Regions from separate parts of the Mus musculus genome. Here region 1 is linked to region 2. A link is a contact called in public Hi-C data. All regions are on one chromosome and are shown on one strand. The core of a region is the stretch at or near the end of the contact, and the rest is flanking DNA. Distances in the headings are between cores, read along the strand shown.

The links. A called contact is a pair of places that touch in the nucleus more often than the background predicts.
Region 1: a Hi-C map of embryonic stem cells shows a contact between it and region 2, with 2.2 times the contacts expected there. The contact joins the promoter of Dennd5a here to the promoter of BC051019 in region 2. A contact is called at or near these places in 7 of 39 promoter capture datasets (the 3T3-L1 cell line, the HPC-7 cell line, cranial neural crest and 3 more), 9 of 484 Hi-C or Micro-C datasets (the G1E-ER4 cell line, the N1E-115 cell line, adipose-derived mesenchymal stem cells and 3 more), 4 of 115 datasets of contacts at active chromatin or transcription factors (craniofacial prominence, embryonic stem cells and fetal liver) and 4 of 9 other capture datasets (adipose tissue, embryonic stem cells, macrophages and 1 more).

The regions. Positions count from the first base shown.
Region 1 is chr7:109,955,126-109,962,049 of GRCm38.p6, reverse strand. Dennd5a (DENN/MADD domain containing 5A) reads left to right here and starts at 1,628. Exons shown (of 23, transcript NM_021494.1): 1 at 1,628-1,976. The coding sequence starts at 1,868.
Region 2 is chr7:109,718,479-109,725,700 of GRCm38.p6, reverse strand. BC051019 (cDNA sequence BC051019) reads left to right here and starts at 1,930. Exons shown (of 6, transcript NM_001040700.2): 1 at 1,930-2,297; 2 at 2,398-2,582; 3 at 5,014-5,170. The coding sequence starts at 2,416. Gm51493 (a long non-coding RNA gene) reads right to left here. Exons shown (of 3, transcript XR_003946860.1): 3 at 4,676-5,110.

The sequences.
Region 1 (6,924 bases), core at 379-2,878, 240 kb before region 2:
CCCAGCACCAAAAGGCGTTCTTTTCTTTGCTTTATTAAGCTCTCTGAGCCCCCTGCACAGACTCTGAGTCCCAAGCATGTGGGTTATAGTATCATCACTTCAGATGGACTTTGTAAAGCTACCCAGTCCTCTTGATTTCTCCCAGCCGCTCAGGTTAGATATAGGGAGCAGATGCTATGGTTTCCAGTGATGTTGGCTGTGACCTCTCAACCAACCTCCCAAAGGGATCCAGTACTTGAGAGGAATACTGGGACAGAACCCAGGAGAGAGCCCAGGTTCAGCCCTTGGGGAAGCCAATTGCCTTCTATAGTCCTTAGCTGGCTGCCTGCCAGAGCAAACCTGGCGCACACTATTCTGTAACAACAATGACAATGTATATAATATTTATGGAGTGCCTTCTATGTTCTGGGTATAATCCTCACCACTTTACCTATACATGCATTTATTTTGTACTTTGACAAAAATCATGCCTGTTGGCACCTAGAAATTACATAAGTAAGTTGCCAATATCATATTGTACATTATAAGTCAGAATTCAAACTGGGGGACTGTTTCTAGAGCCCATGCTAGCAGCCACTACAGTTTCTCTTCCTTGGCCTCTGATGTTACAGTACAGACCCACCTGAGCCTGGTGTGATGATGCAGGCCTTTAAGCCCAGCACTGAGCAGGCAGAAGAAAGAGTATTGCATCAGGGTAATACAGGTACATAGCAAGTTCTGGGTCAGACAGGTCTATAAGTGAGACCCTATCCAAAAAAACCAAATCAAATCAATCAACCAACCAACCACCAAAAGAAGACACATCTGGCTAGCTTCTGTAGAAAATGAAGTCAGAGGGTCTGTTCTTTAGACAAGAGACAAGGACCAGGAGGTTTCACCTGTTCAGCCACCCTTTCTCTTCTACAAGCAAATTCTCACTAGAAGGAAGAAAGGAATGAATGAATGAATGAATGAATGAATGAAGGGTGATGGATAGATGGATGAATGGACAGAGAATTCTGTGAGCATGAAAAGAACTAAGTGAAGGGGGAGGGAGACTTCTGGGGCTTCATGAAAGGGGGAGAGTTTGGTGCATGGAAGAAGCCCTGCTTGTGGGGTGCGGGGCAGTGAGCTAGCGCAGGATTCAAGCGTAGGGTTGTTTCTTGCATTTTTTGAGCCTCAGTTTCCCTATCTGCAAATTAAAGGTAAATAGAAGATAAGCTGACCCACTCTCTCCAAAGAACAGAGTTTCCTCAGATCTATTGGGGAAAGCTGACACTGAGGAGAGGTGACAAGGAGAAGCTGCTCTGTGGTGACAGTATAGGAGCAGGATTCGGTGGGCTTCACAGTTCAGCCCTGCAGCTCTTATGCCGGTGACACGGCCAGCACGAGCCACCATGGCCCACTCTTTCCGCACACCGCATCCGATTTCTCTAAAGGGTGTCGCAGTCGCGTGGAGGTGGCTGCAGTCGCGGGATCCCAGCAGCTGACCGCTGGCCACTCTGTGGTGGCTGCTCTGGAAGCCCAGGCCCCCGGGGCCCAAAGAGCATCACGTCATCCTTTGCGCCCGACGACCGCCCCTCCCCGACCGCGCGTGCGCACGCGGTGGCGGCGGGTGGGGGGCCGCGGTGGGGCGGGCGGCCGCTCTCCGCCCTTCCTCAGGCTTGCTCAGGCCGCGGTGCAGAGGACAGCGTCCAGGATGCGGCGCGGGGTGGCCCGGCGCCCCCCTGCCCCGGCACGGCAGCGGCGGCCGCTAGGACCCGGCGAGGCCCGGGGGCGGCGGCCGGAGCCTCGGTAGCGGCGGCGGAGGGAGCGGCGGCTGAGGGCGGGCGGGCGGCCGGGGGCGGGGGCTCGGCTCCGCGCGGCTTGCCCCGCTCGGCCCGGAGCCATGAGCGGCGGCGGCGGCGGAGGGGGCTCGGCGCCCAGTCGCTTCGCCGACTATTTTGTCATCTGCGGGCTGGACACCGAGACCGGGCTGGAGCCGGACGAGCTGTCGGGTGAGTGCGCGCGAGCCCGGGCTAGGGCCCGCGGGGCCCGCTTTGTCCCGGGAGCCCAGTGAGGGTCGGGCGAGCAGACGGGACGCGGGTCCCGCGGGCCTGCTGCCCCCCGCGCGGTGGTCGCCGCGTCGGCAACCTGGGGAGACGCGGACGCTGGGTGCGCTCAGAGGTCGAGGGGCTTAGTCCACAATGAAGGGAAGCTTGCCTTCTAGCACCCTTTTGGGAGGAAAGAAGTTAGCCCACTTCCTAGTGAGAGTTAGTCCCACCCAGACTTTTCAAAAGAGCAAAACAAAAACTTGATGAGTTTATTTGGCCTCTTCCCAAGAAGCCGGCGAGACCAGTTCCTCAAAACCGTTATAACTCACTCCTGAGCAGGCCAGGCCCGGGCTTTTCCTTCACAGTTCTGCCCCTCTTGATCGGACGTGAAGTGACAAATTGAACCGGGTTACACCAAGAACGGGTTCTCTCTTGGCGCTAGAAAAGAACTTGTACCCAGGGCCATGCTTTTGTTGTTGTTGTTGTTGTTGTTTGTTTTTTAAGTTAATGTCCTTTACCAGGCGAGGGTCATTTGTGAATGAAGGCAGCGCGTCCCAGTTGGACAGGTTGTGCAGTGTTGTGATGCCTCTCAAGTTATCTTTCGAAGAGGAAGTGATGGGGGAGTGACAGTGAGGCCCTGATGAGATTTGGCACCCATTGCTTGAAGGTGTAAGAATTATAAAATCCCCGGTGAATTCCTGCGCGCCCACATTGGAGTTGCAACAGTTTTGAAAAGTTTTTGGGTGGCCAGTAAGCAGGTTTCAGTGGTTGGAGGCTTGTCGTGTTAGACTTTAAAGTTATGTCATGCTGATTCGATGAGGGAAACTCCTCTCCCCCTTTCTGTCACGATGTGGTAGTCATTGAACACCGTACAGTTTCTCTATTGAAAGTGATCATCCAGTCTTGGATTTTTTTTTTTTTGTCACTCCAGTTTGTTTGTTTGTTTCTCCTCCGATTCTTCTTCTTCCTCCTCCTCCTCCTTGTCTTCCTCTTTCTCCTCCTTATCTCTCCAACCCCCCACTGGTTTCTTGGTGTAGCTCTAGTTGTATTAAAACACACTCTGTAGGCCAGTGTGGCCTCAAAGTCAGAGATTTGCCTGCCTCTGACTCTTGGGTGCTGGGATTAAAGGAGTGCAACACTACTGCCTGGTGAATTCCACTGTTTCTTATGGGGAAAAAAAAGAGTGCACACTTCAGATGATAAAGCTGGATTGTCTTTTAAAACTATGAGAAACTGATGCCTTATACAACACCCTGAAGTAGGAATGGGCTGATCCTAGCTAAGCCTTTGTTCTAGCCTGAGTAGTCCAAGCTCAAAGTACAGACAGATGTTGCCATCTGGTTCATAAGGATTAACTTTAGAATTGTGGATGATGTAGTTGTTGGATTGCAGTTCCAGGTATTGGTGGTGGATGGGATGTGAGAGGGAAATGAGGCCCAGAAGGACAGCAGGGATGATATCGGTCCAAAACTTCTTTGGTGGCATGCTGCACCACAGCAGCCTCTCTGGAGGTTTTTAAAAAACAGTAACGTGGTCACTGGTGTACATCTGTTATCCCAGCGTTTGGGAGGCAGAGGCAGGAAGATTGCCACAAGTTTAAGGCCCGACTGGCCTTCATAGTGAGACCCTGGCGAAAAAGACAAAAGAAAAACAAACTAACCTGTTGAGAAGGGTTAAAAACAACAGTCTTTCTGGATGAAAGAAGCTCAAAGGTAGAGTAAACTTTTTATGGTGTACTATTATTGAATGTCTGTTAGTTGTGTAGCTGTTTGGTCTTAGAAAGTAGAGATAGCCTTAAGAGGTGGCGTAAGCCTGTGAGATCCTTGTTCCGGAAACTGGAGGATCTGGAGTTCAAGGTCATTTTCAGCTTTAAAAAAAAAAAAAGAAACAAAGAAAGGAAACCAGGCAGTGTTTGGGTTAGAATGGACAGACGTGTTGGCTATTGGCTGTATTTGTGCCTGGGCAAATTAGATAACTGGAGGGTAGACCTGGAAACTTAAAAAGCAATCTGTCTTTCACCAAAAAAGAAATGTTATTCTCTTTTATATCTGTTAATATCTGTTAATTATCTGGCTTCTCAGCAAGCTAAAATTATATCCCTGTATAACCTTATTGGAGAATAAAGAGGGGATGAGTTGTATAATGTGTAAGAAGGGCATTCTGTGTATTCTTTAATTTGGTTGCAGTCGTGTAATGCCGAGGGCATATATCCAATAGCTGGCTTGCCTTTGTTAGAACAGACAGTGATTGAGATATTTTTTTTCATCCTTCTTTCATTTCTGGTGGGTTGACTGGGGAGTCTGGATGACCCAGGGGGATTCAGAGGACAACACAACAGAATACAAATAACTCTGGGCAGCCCATGTGGAGACTCTCTAGGGTACATTTTCTTTCCTTAGCTTGCTGATTGCTCCCAAATTGGTGATGTCATAGTCCGTAAAACTATATGAAGTTAGTTAGGAATTGCACTCAGATTCTTCTGAGAGAAATCTGTGTTCTTTTCTCCAACTAAATTAAGTTGTGTTTCTCTGGCAGTTTTTGAATACTTAGACAAACAGAACAAAACAAGCTATATCCAGAAAAAGCAAATCAAAGATGCTTCGACAGGCCTGGATGGTGGTCTACATCTGTAAGCCTAGCACCAGGGAGGTTCAAGATGCAGGAGAGTTAGAAGTTTAGGGTCATTCTTGTCTACTTAGCTAGTGTAGTCCATCCTGGGCTACATGATACCCACATCTAAAAAAAATGAAACCAAAATAAAAAATACTTCTAAGTAATTTCATCAGCTGGAAGGTAGAGACAGGTGAGTGTGAATTTTAAACCAGCCTGGCTGCTTAGTGAGACCATGTTTTTAAAAAAGCAGAAAGTAAAAATTAAAATTAAGGGAGGAAAAACCCCCCATTTACAGTCTTAATATGCTGACATGGTGAAGAATCATAGAAGTCTAGAGATGCAGTAAATAGTTGTTCTGACCCGAGAAGTGAATGTGGGCTGAAAGATAAGATTGCTGGTAGTCACATGAAAAGAAAGGCACCGCATTGAAAAAAATACACTGAAGTCATCTCAGAATGTCAACTTTTGAAGAGTAAGAAAATTCTGTCTAGAAAATCCAGAGCAAGAGCCGAGTATGGTAGCGCACGCCTTTGATCCCAGCACACGGGAGGCAGAGGCAGGCGGATTTCTGAGTTCGAGGCCAGACTGGTCTACAGCGTGAGTTCCAGGACAGCCAGGACTATACAGAGAAATCCTGTCTCGAAAAAGCAAACAAGCCAACCAACCAAACAAACAAAAAAAAAACCTCCCAAAAAAACCAGAAAATCCAGAGGACTGGTCAGGTCATAATGCTTAGATGTACCAAGCAGTGAGATTAAAATTGTTTTTCTTTTTGAAGATGAGGTCTTGCCATGTAGGCCAGGCTGGCCTGTGACTCTTTAAGCAGATAGCTCAGACTGTTCTTAAACTAGGATTTATGTGTATGCCACCGCACCTAAATAAAATAGAAACTTTAAAGGCCATGGAATGTCAGACCAGGAAGCATACTTAGAGATCATATAAACTTTATTTTGGGTTTTTTTTTGTTTTTTTGTTTTTTTTGTTTTTTTTGTTTTTTTTGTTTTTTTTTTTGTTTTTGTTTTTTTTTTTTTTTTTGAGACAGGGTTTTTCTGTATAACCCTGGCTGTTCTGGAACTCACTTTGTAGACCAGGCTGGCCTCGAACTCAAATCCGCCTGCCTCTGCCTCCCGAGTGCTGGGATCAAAGGCTTGTGCCACCACGCCCAGCGGGGAGATCATATAAACTTCTGATTTTACAGACGAGATACTGAGGTGCAGAGGAAGGTAGAGAGGATTTGTTTCCTGTGCCACAGCTCATTTGTCTTTTCCTCTACTTAAGTGATGATGTTTCTCCTTACAATAGTCTAATGGGGATGGGAGAAGTAAGATATTTGTATGATGGGGTAGCAGCAGATATCATGGCCTTTTATTCAAGCTCAGATTTTTATTTTTTTGTTTCCTAATTGAGATAGAGGCTCATTGTAACCCAGGCTATCCTTGAGGCTTTTACCCTTCTGCCTCTGCCTGATTGAGATAGATGTGTACTGTCATACCTGACTGTCATACCTGACTGTCATTTTTGTTTGTGACTGGTTAATATTCTGTGACATAAGAATGTATGTATCAGTTGGCTAGTGCTTACGTTGCCCTACTTTTTAACTATTGTGAATAATGTTGATGTGAACATTTCTGTTTCCCTTGGCTTGTGTACCTAGGAATGAAATTGCTAGGTCAGATGGAAACTTTAACCTTTTGAGCAACTGCTTGCTAGTTTGTTTTCCAGAATTGTACTACCGGTTAATATTTCCACCAGTATCCATGTCTTCTCAGTAATACAGTCTTTCTGTTTTGTTTTACTTTGTTTTGAGACAGAGTTTTACTCTGTAGCACAGGCAGGCTATCTTGGGACTTAATATGTAGTCCAGGTAGGCCTTGAATTTATAGTGATCCTCCTGCTTCGGCTTGAGTGCCAGGATTACAGTATGACCACCAGAACTGGCTGAACCTGCCTGTGTGATGTGAAAGAAGGATGTGTTATTTAAAAGAAATAGACTGCCTCTCATTTTATAGAGATGAAGCTTGAGAGGTGAGTGGCAGCGCATGCTTGTGATCTCATCCCTGGAGGTGGAGGCAGTGAGTGCATCCCAGTTCCAGCTCAGCCAGAGCTGTAGAGAGACTAGCCCCTCCATCCCCACCCTCTACCCCGCCCCACCTCCCAGAACGAACTGGCTGGGTCTGTGAATCAGTGGTAGAATGCTTGTCTAGCGTACATAAAATCCTGAGTTCAGTCTCCAGAAGCAGGGCCACCACAACACAGGTGTGGTGAGAGAGCTTCTTCAAACTGGGAGTAGATTGAATGA
Region 2 (7,222 bases), core at 681-3,180:
ATGTAACAGAAGGCCTGAACACTCCAACAACTGGCCATTTTTAAATCTGTGTGTGTGTGTGTGTGTGTGTGTGTGTGTGTCTGTCTGTCTGTCTGTCTGTCTCTGTCTCTTTGAATGTGTGTGTGTCTCCACCAAGAAGTTTTATGTGAACAAAAAGAACACAGAGCTGAGGAGATAGCTCAGTGGTTAAGAGCACTTGCTGCTCTTTCAGAGGACCCAGGTTTGGTCCCCAGGTTCTACAAATTCACAACTGTCTATAAATCCAGTTCTAGCGGGAATGGATCCAAGGTCCTCCTCTGGCCCCTGCAGGCACCAGGCCTGCCTGCAGTGCACATCCATCCACGCAGGCAGAAGAGTCATACACATGCAATACAAATAAAAGACTAACTTCTTAAATCAGTGTAGGATGCACTGTGAGAGAGCAGCGGGCTTCTTGAGCTCCAATGCCTAAGACCCTAAGTCTGTCTGCATAACGTTCTCAGGAAATAGCTCCCAGAATCTTCTAGAATTGAATGCCTCCTTATTCCTGCACAGGAAGAAGAAAGTCTGTACACAAGATTCTTGGGGCAGTCTTGAGACGCATTCTAAGGGAGTGGCTCGGGACTACTGAACCCGCCTGCAGGGGAAAAGGGTGTCCTGAATGACACTGTGCGCCTGGGAGCTGGGGTACATTTGGCCGATGTGCACATAGATCCATGGTTCAAAACAGGAACTGGTGGGAGGGGCAAATGGCTGAAGGAGAGACTCCAAATGGCTGAAGGAGAGACTCCAATACGTGTTCCTGTGCCCAGGGGCGAATGGCTGAAAGAGAGACCCCCATACATGTTCCTGTGCCTAGGGGTGAATGGCAGAAGGAGAGACCCCCATACATGTCCCTGTGCATTTTTTGGGTCTTCTCTATTGAACACAGTGCCAGGCATTTCTTCAGGGCACCACAACTGTCTCAAAATACCAGTCTTCTCTGGGTAATGATTTATTTATTTAATGTGTATTGGTATTTTGTCTGCATGCGTGTCTATGCAAGGGTGTCAGATCCCCCGGAACTGGAGTTACAGACAGTGTGAGCTGTCACGTGAGTGCTGGGAATTGAACCCAGGTCCTCTGGAAGAGCAGCCAGTGCTCTTAATCACGGAATCATCTCTCCAGCCCCACAGAATCTGGACTCCTATTCCTTTGGTCACCAGGCTGTTACTTGCATTTCTGCAGCTCACATACTTCTTCCACTCCTTAGGAGCATCGGTTCCTGGGAGACCTTTGCTGTGTGTGTGTGTGTGTGTGTGTGTATGCATGGACCTGAGGAGGTTGGAAGGTGTCTTTCTCCGTTGCTCTCATCATCATCATCATCATCATCATCATCATCATTATTATTATTATTATAGGATTAGTGGTAGAATCTCTCATTGAACCTAGAGCTCTCAATTTTTAGTTAACTAGTCAGTCATTAACTTCTTTCGATGCTAGGATTATAAACTCAGCCAATTGGCTGCTGCTGATCCAAATACAAGCTTCATGCTTTCACAGCAAGCAGCTTATCTATCCACTGAACTATCTTTCTAGCCTCTTGCCTTCACTAGGTAGATGCCAACAGCCCTCAGCCCTTGGAGAGCTCAGCCCACCCTCATAGGACTCCCCTAGAGTCCCTGGAGCTAAAGGGAGTATACACAATTTGCCTTTATTTCTCCACCTTACCCACAACTTCAAGTTTCCCGATGCTTCCGGTCACCCTCTGCACATGCTCAGTACCTTCCTGAGCCCTGTTGTAGCCTGCTGGCTCACAACCATAGCTACCTGCTTGGCAACTTGCCTGGCAACCAAGAGTTGTTAGACCAAGGCCATGAGCTCCAACTGTCAGGTGGGACTGAGACTGGGGCAAGGCTGAGGTCTAGACTGGATTTGCACTTTTAGGTAAGTCCCTTTGGTGTTCGAACTGCGGCTTTGGGCAGGGGTAGACCCTAACAAGCTCTAGGCGGCAGCTGCTGCCTCTGAAGAAGTCCACAAATGGGATGATCCTGAGTCCTGTAGGTGACCAGGTTAGGAGGGGAGTTGGTGGCTTCTGCTGGGGGTCAGTTGGTCAGGGCAGGGTGTGTAAAGAGAATGAGCATGCTCCAAGGAGTCCCAGCCACTGGGGAGGAGGAAGGAGGTAACACCAACGGGAGCCGAGCTGCCAGGTATTTCCGTGGCTCATCTTTGGAGACTTAACAGTGAGCGTGCAGGTTCTGAAGGAGGATTAAAGAGGGCTCTCTAAGCTCCTAGCTTAAGTTCTTCAGCCCTCCCTAGTCCCCCAGGGACATTCTAAGGTAAGTATTCCAAAGGGGAAAGTCTGGGTGTGTGTGGGAACCTTTGGGCGTGTCCTCTGCTGGGTTGAGGCTACAGCTGTGCTGCCTGTGTTTGCTCCAGGTGGGCGCGCTGAAGGTCATGCAGCCCTCTGCCAGTCCTGGGCTGCCACTGCCCAAATACTGCAGTGTGGCCACAACCGTGAAAGCCCCTGACCTGCATGGTGCTGTGCCGCCCTGGGACATGTCCTTCACCTGTCCCTTTGCCACGCAAGCACCCTGGCTGGCCACGCACTGCACATTCACCAGGTACCAGTCTCTGTCCCTCGTCCTTTTTTTCTCCTCTTTTCCTGGTCCTCCTAATGGCATTTGGATGCCCTCTATTGCCTGGGACTTTATAGAACAGCATCTTCAGTCAGCTCTCTATAAAGTGTGACTATGAGGGGACAAAGGAACTTCAGCCTGTAGCAAGTCCTAGGAACCAGACTGCCTGGGATAGGGACTCGCTAGTCCAAATGTTCAACTTAAATTTTTTATTTAAGTATATGGGTGTTTCACCTGCCTAAGTCTATGCACTACATGTGTGCAGTACCCAAGGAGACCAGAAGAGGGCAGTGGATCTGCTAGAACTAGAGTTACAGACTCTGTTAGCAGCCATGTGTACTGGAAACTAAATCTTGGTCCTAGCAAGAGCAATTGTTCTCAACCACAGAACCATCTCTCCAATACATTGCTCAAGTTCTTAATTTACTTGTTTGGATCGCCTTGTTCATGACCAAGTTAAGCATCTTTATATTCAGGTTTTTGTACAAAACAACTTTTTCAAAACCCAGATCCTCTTGGGCTGGAGAGATTACTCAGCAGTTAAGAGTGCATACTGCTGTCACAGATGACCTGGACTCAATTCCTAGCACCTGTATCAGGTGGTTCACAAATGCCTGTAACTCCAGCTCCAGGGAATATAAACACACCACTCCAAAAAGTAACAATAAATATTTGAATTAAAAAAAAAAGCCAGAGCCGGGCGTGGTGGTGCACACCTTTAATCCCAGCACTTGGGAGGCAGAGGCAGGTGGATTTCTGAGTTTGAGGCCAGCCTGGTTTACAGAGTGAGTTCCAGGACAGCCAGGGCTATACAGAGAAACCCTATCTCGAAAAACAAAAACAAACAAATAAGCCAGGCTGTGGTGGCACACACCTTTAGTCCTAGCACTTCAATTCTGGCAGAATTCGTGCACCTCTTTGAGTTTGTGGCCAGCCTTGTCTACACAGCGAGTCCCAGGTTAGCCAGGGCTATACAGAAAAACCCTGTCTTGAAAGGCCAAACCAAACCAAACCAAACCACAAAGGTCGGATCTCTCATTCTGTACTGCCCTAGGCCAGAGAGCCCTGCCGCTGGAGTCCCCAGAACTGGTTTCACCTTCCACCACTCTGCAGCCCCTTCATGAGCTCCTCTGCGCTTCCATATCCCTCTGACCCCTTGCCTTAGTTATCGTTTTACTGATGCGAACAGACACCATAGCCAAGGCAACGCTTATAAGGACATTTAATTGGGGCTGGCTTACAGGTTCAGAGGTTCAGTCCATTATCATCGAGGTGAGAGCATGGCAGCATCCAGGCAGTCATGGTACAGGAGGAGCTGAGAGTTCTACATCTTCAACTGAAGGCTGCTAGCAGAATACTGACTTTCAGGCAGCTAGGATGGAGGGTCTCAAAACCCACACCCACAGTGACACACTTACTCCAACAAGGCCACACCTCCAAATAGTGCCACTCCCTGGGCCAAGCACATTCAAACCATGACATGCCTCAAGCCAATTTCCTTACAGTTTGGCTCCCTGGTCACACTGTTAACCTCATCCTGGTATCCCATAATGTCTTGGGACTCATCTCGCAGCTCCCCTTTCAAGCGTTAACACAAGTATACAAGCTGATTTCATTTTGGGCCACATGAAACAATGTCCAGTCCAAAAACTGCTTTCTATGGCCTTCAGTTTCTGCTAGCAGAAGCTTAGCTGATTTTTACAGGAAGCCAAAGATGGCTACATTCTCCCTGTGTTTCTGTTGCGCACACCATTACCATCCTCATGCGGTAAGTCTCCTCCTGTGGGAAGCCACATGTGCCGTTGCAGGGTGGCGCTGGCTACCGCTGGCCACCACGCATACATAGGCAGTAAAGTTTTTTTTTTTTTTTTTTTTTTTTTTTGCCAAGATGAGGTTTTGAGAATTTACCAATCAGATGAGAGACAAGCTAACCAATCAGATGAGAGACAAGTTAACCAATCAGATGAAGGCATGCAAATGAGGTAGTAAGCATAACCCATGCATAACCAATCCGGGTGTGAGACACGCCTCTCCTAGGCCTATATAAGCAGCACCAGTTCTGGGCTTAGGGTCTCTTCGCCTCTGCAATCAAGCTTTCCCAATAAACGTGTGCAGAAGGATCCTGTTGCAGCATCGTTCTTGCTGGTGAGTCGGGCAAGCACAAGATCCTCCGATCTGCTCCAGAGGCGCGTTTCTTACTGTCTTTACCTTCTTTTACATTCATGTATTTGTCCAGGTGAGGACACCCATGATAGCTCACATGTGGGTCAGTGCTCTCCTTCCATCATGTAGAATCTGGGGATTGAACTCAGATGGTCAGGCTTGGCGGCAGGCGCATTTACGCTGAGCCATCTCTGCGGTCCTCTTGATGTCTTTAGGTTTTGTGCTCGCCCCTGATCTCACTTGCCTTTCCCAGGTGCACTGCCTGTTGCCCATGTCTTCACACTGTTGATCGGCCATGGCCGGGGCTCCGCTGGCTGGGAAGAGTCGGAGCTGCGGGCGGCTCCTGGGTCCTGGCCAGAAAGGAACCGGATGGCTTTTATTATCTGGCTCAGATAAAGGCTGCTCCAGAGGCAAGTACCTCTCCCCATCAGCTCACTCCTCACTCCCCTGGTGGCCTTCTCGCACCTGGCGTGTCTTGGCTGTGTACGTTTGCAAGTTTAGTTTTTTGGCTAAGTTACTACAGCTATGTGGCGAAGTGCCACACAAAATGAGCAGCTTGAATGACAGAAACCTGTTCTCTCCCATTTCTTGAGGCTGAAAATCAGGTGTTTCAAGGTGGGTTGTTTCTAAAGACTACATACAAGGAAGAGTCTGTTTCCTGCCAGTCCTATAATTTCCAGTATTTGCTCAGAATCTTGGGGTTCCCTTAGCTTTCAGAAGAGTCACCCTGACTCTGCCTCCACCTAACACGGCTTCTTTCCCTCTGAATAGTATTCATTCAGATTTCCTCTTTTTCCCAAGTATTTTTATTTATGTGTCTGTGTGTACTTGTATGTGCAGAGGCCAGAAGGAGGTACTGGCTCTCCTGAAGCTGGACCTACAGGTGGTTGTGAGCACCCTGAAGTGGGTGCTGGGATCTGAACCCAGGCGCTCTACAAGAACAACAAGTGTGCTTAACCACTGAACCACCCCTCCAGCTCCTCAAATTTCCTCTGGGTATAAAGACATCAGTCAGATCAAGGGCCTGCTATGCTCACTGTGACCTCATCTTAACTAATTATACCTGTAATGGCCTGATTCCTAAAAAGAGATCACAGGCTGGGGTATTGGAACCAAGATTGGATACATTAACTTACAGAAGGAGAAACACAATTCATCTCCTAACAGCAAGAAAAATATACATTTGTTGTTCAGGAAGATCTGGTGGGTTGAATTACGGGCCTGAGCCTCAGAGAAAGAAGAGTGAGAATGCATTTCCCATATGTGAGCACGTTGGCTCTCATACACAGCATCTTGTTCCCGAAAATGCCAGTCGCCAGGCCTAGGCGCTACTTCAGTGGCAACTTACTTCTTTTGGACTTCTCTTTCTAAAATCAGTTTTATTTTAATTTTATGTGAGTGTTTTTTCTGCGCGAATTTAAGTATTATGTGCATGTAATGCCAATGGAGGCCAGAAGAGGTCATCAAATCACTCCTTAACTGGAGTGAGAGCTGGAACCCAAACCTGGGATCTCTGCAAGAGTAGCAAGTGTTCTTAGAACCACCGAGCCATCTCTCGGATCCCACGTTCTAAATTTTTGTCATGGGACCTCATGTACCCCAGGATGCCCTGACCTTGGCACCTCTGATCCTCTTGTTTCCACCATGCTTGGTTTATGTACTGCTGGGGATGGAACCTGGGGTCTTGCACATACTAGGTATGCTCTCTGCTAAGTTCCTAGCTCCGGTACTTTTTTTTTTTTTCAAGAGCTGGACTTTGTGAATGTGTGTGTGTGCTCGTGTGTATATATATGTGTCATGACATATGGGTGGGACAACTGGGGGAGTCAGTTTTCCTAGTTGTGGGTCCCGGGAATCAAACTCAGGTAGTCAGGTTTGCCTGCAAGCACCTTTCCCTACAGAGTCATCTTGCTTGCCTATCTTTTTTAAAAAACAAAACAAAACAAAACAAAACAAAACAAAACAAAACAAAACAGGGCCTCAGTCTGTAGTCTCAACTGCCCTGACACTTGATAGGTAGCTCAGAATGGCCTGGAGCCTAGTACAAACCCCAAGCTGTCCCCAAACTCAAAAGCAATTCTCCTGCCTAAACCTCCCTTGTGCTGAGATTAAAAGTATGTGTCACCATACTCAATTCCTCTGTTGTATTTCAGTTCCCTCTTTTTCCTTAAGATTTTCTGTGTATGAGCGCTTTGTGTAATGGTTTGAGTGAGAATGGCCCCTCTAGGCTCGCATATTTGAATGCTTGGTCCTTAGTCAGCGGAATGGTTTGGGAAAGATTAGAAGGTGTGGCCTTGTTGGAGGTGTCTCATGGTGGAGGTGGGGATGTTGGTGGGGTTGGGATAGAGGTTTCAAAAGGCAATGCACTCTCAAACTCAGCATTTTCCGACTTTACCTGTGTACCATGTCTGCTTGCCTGCCTGCTGCCATGCTCCCCACAGTGATGGCCATGGGCTCTAACC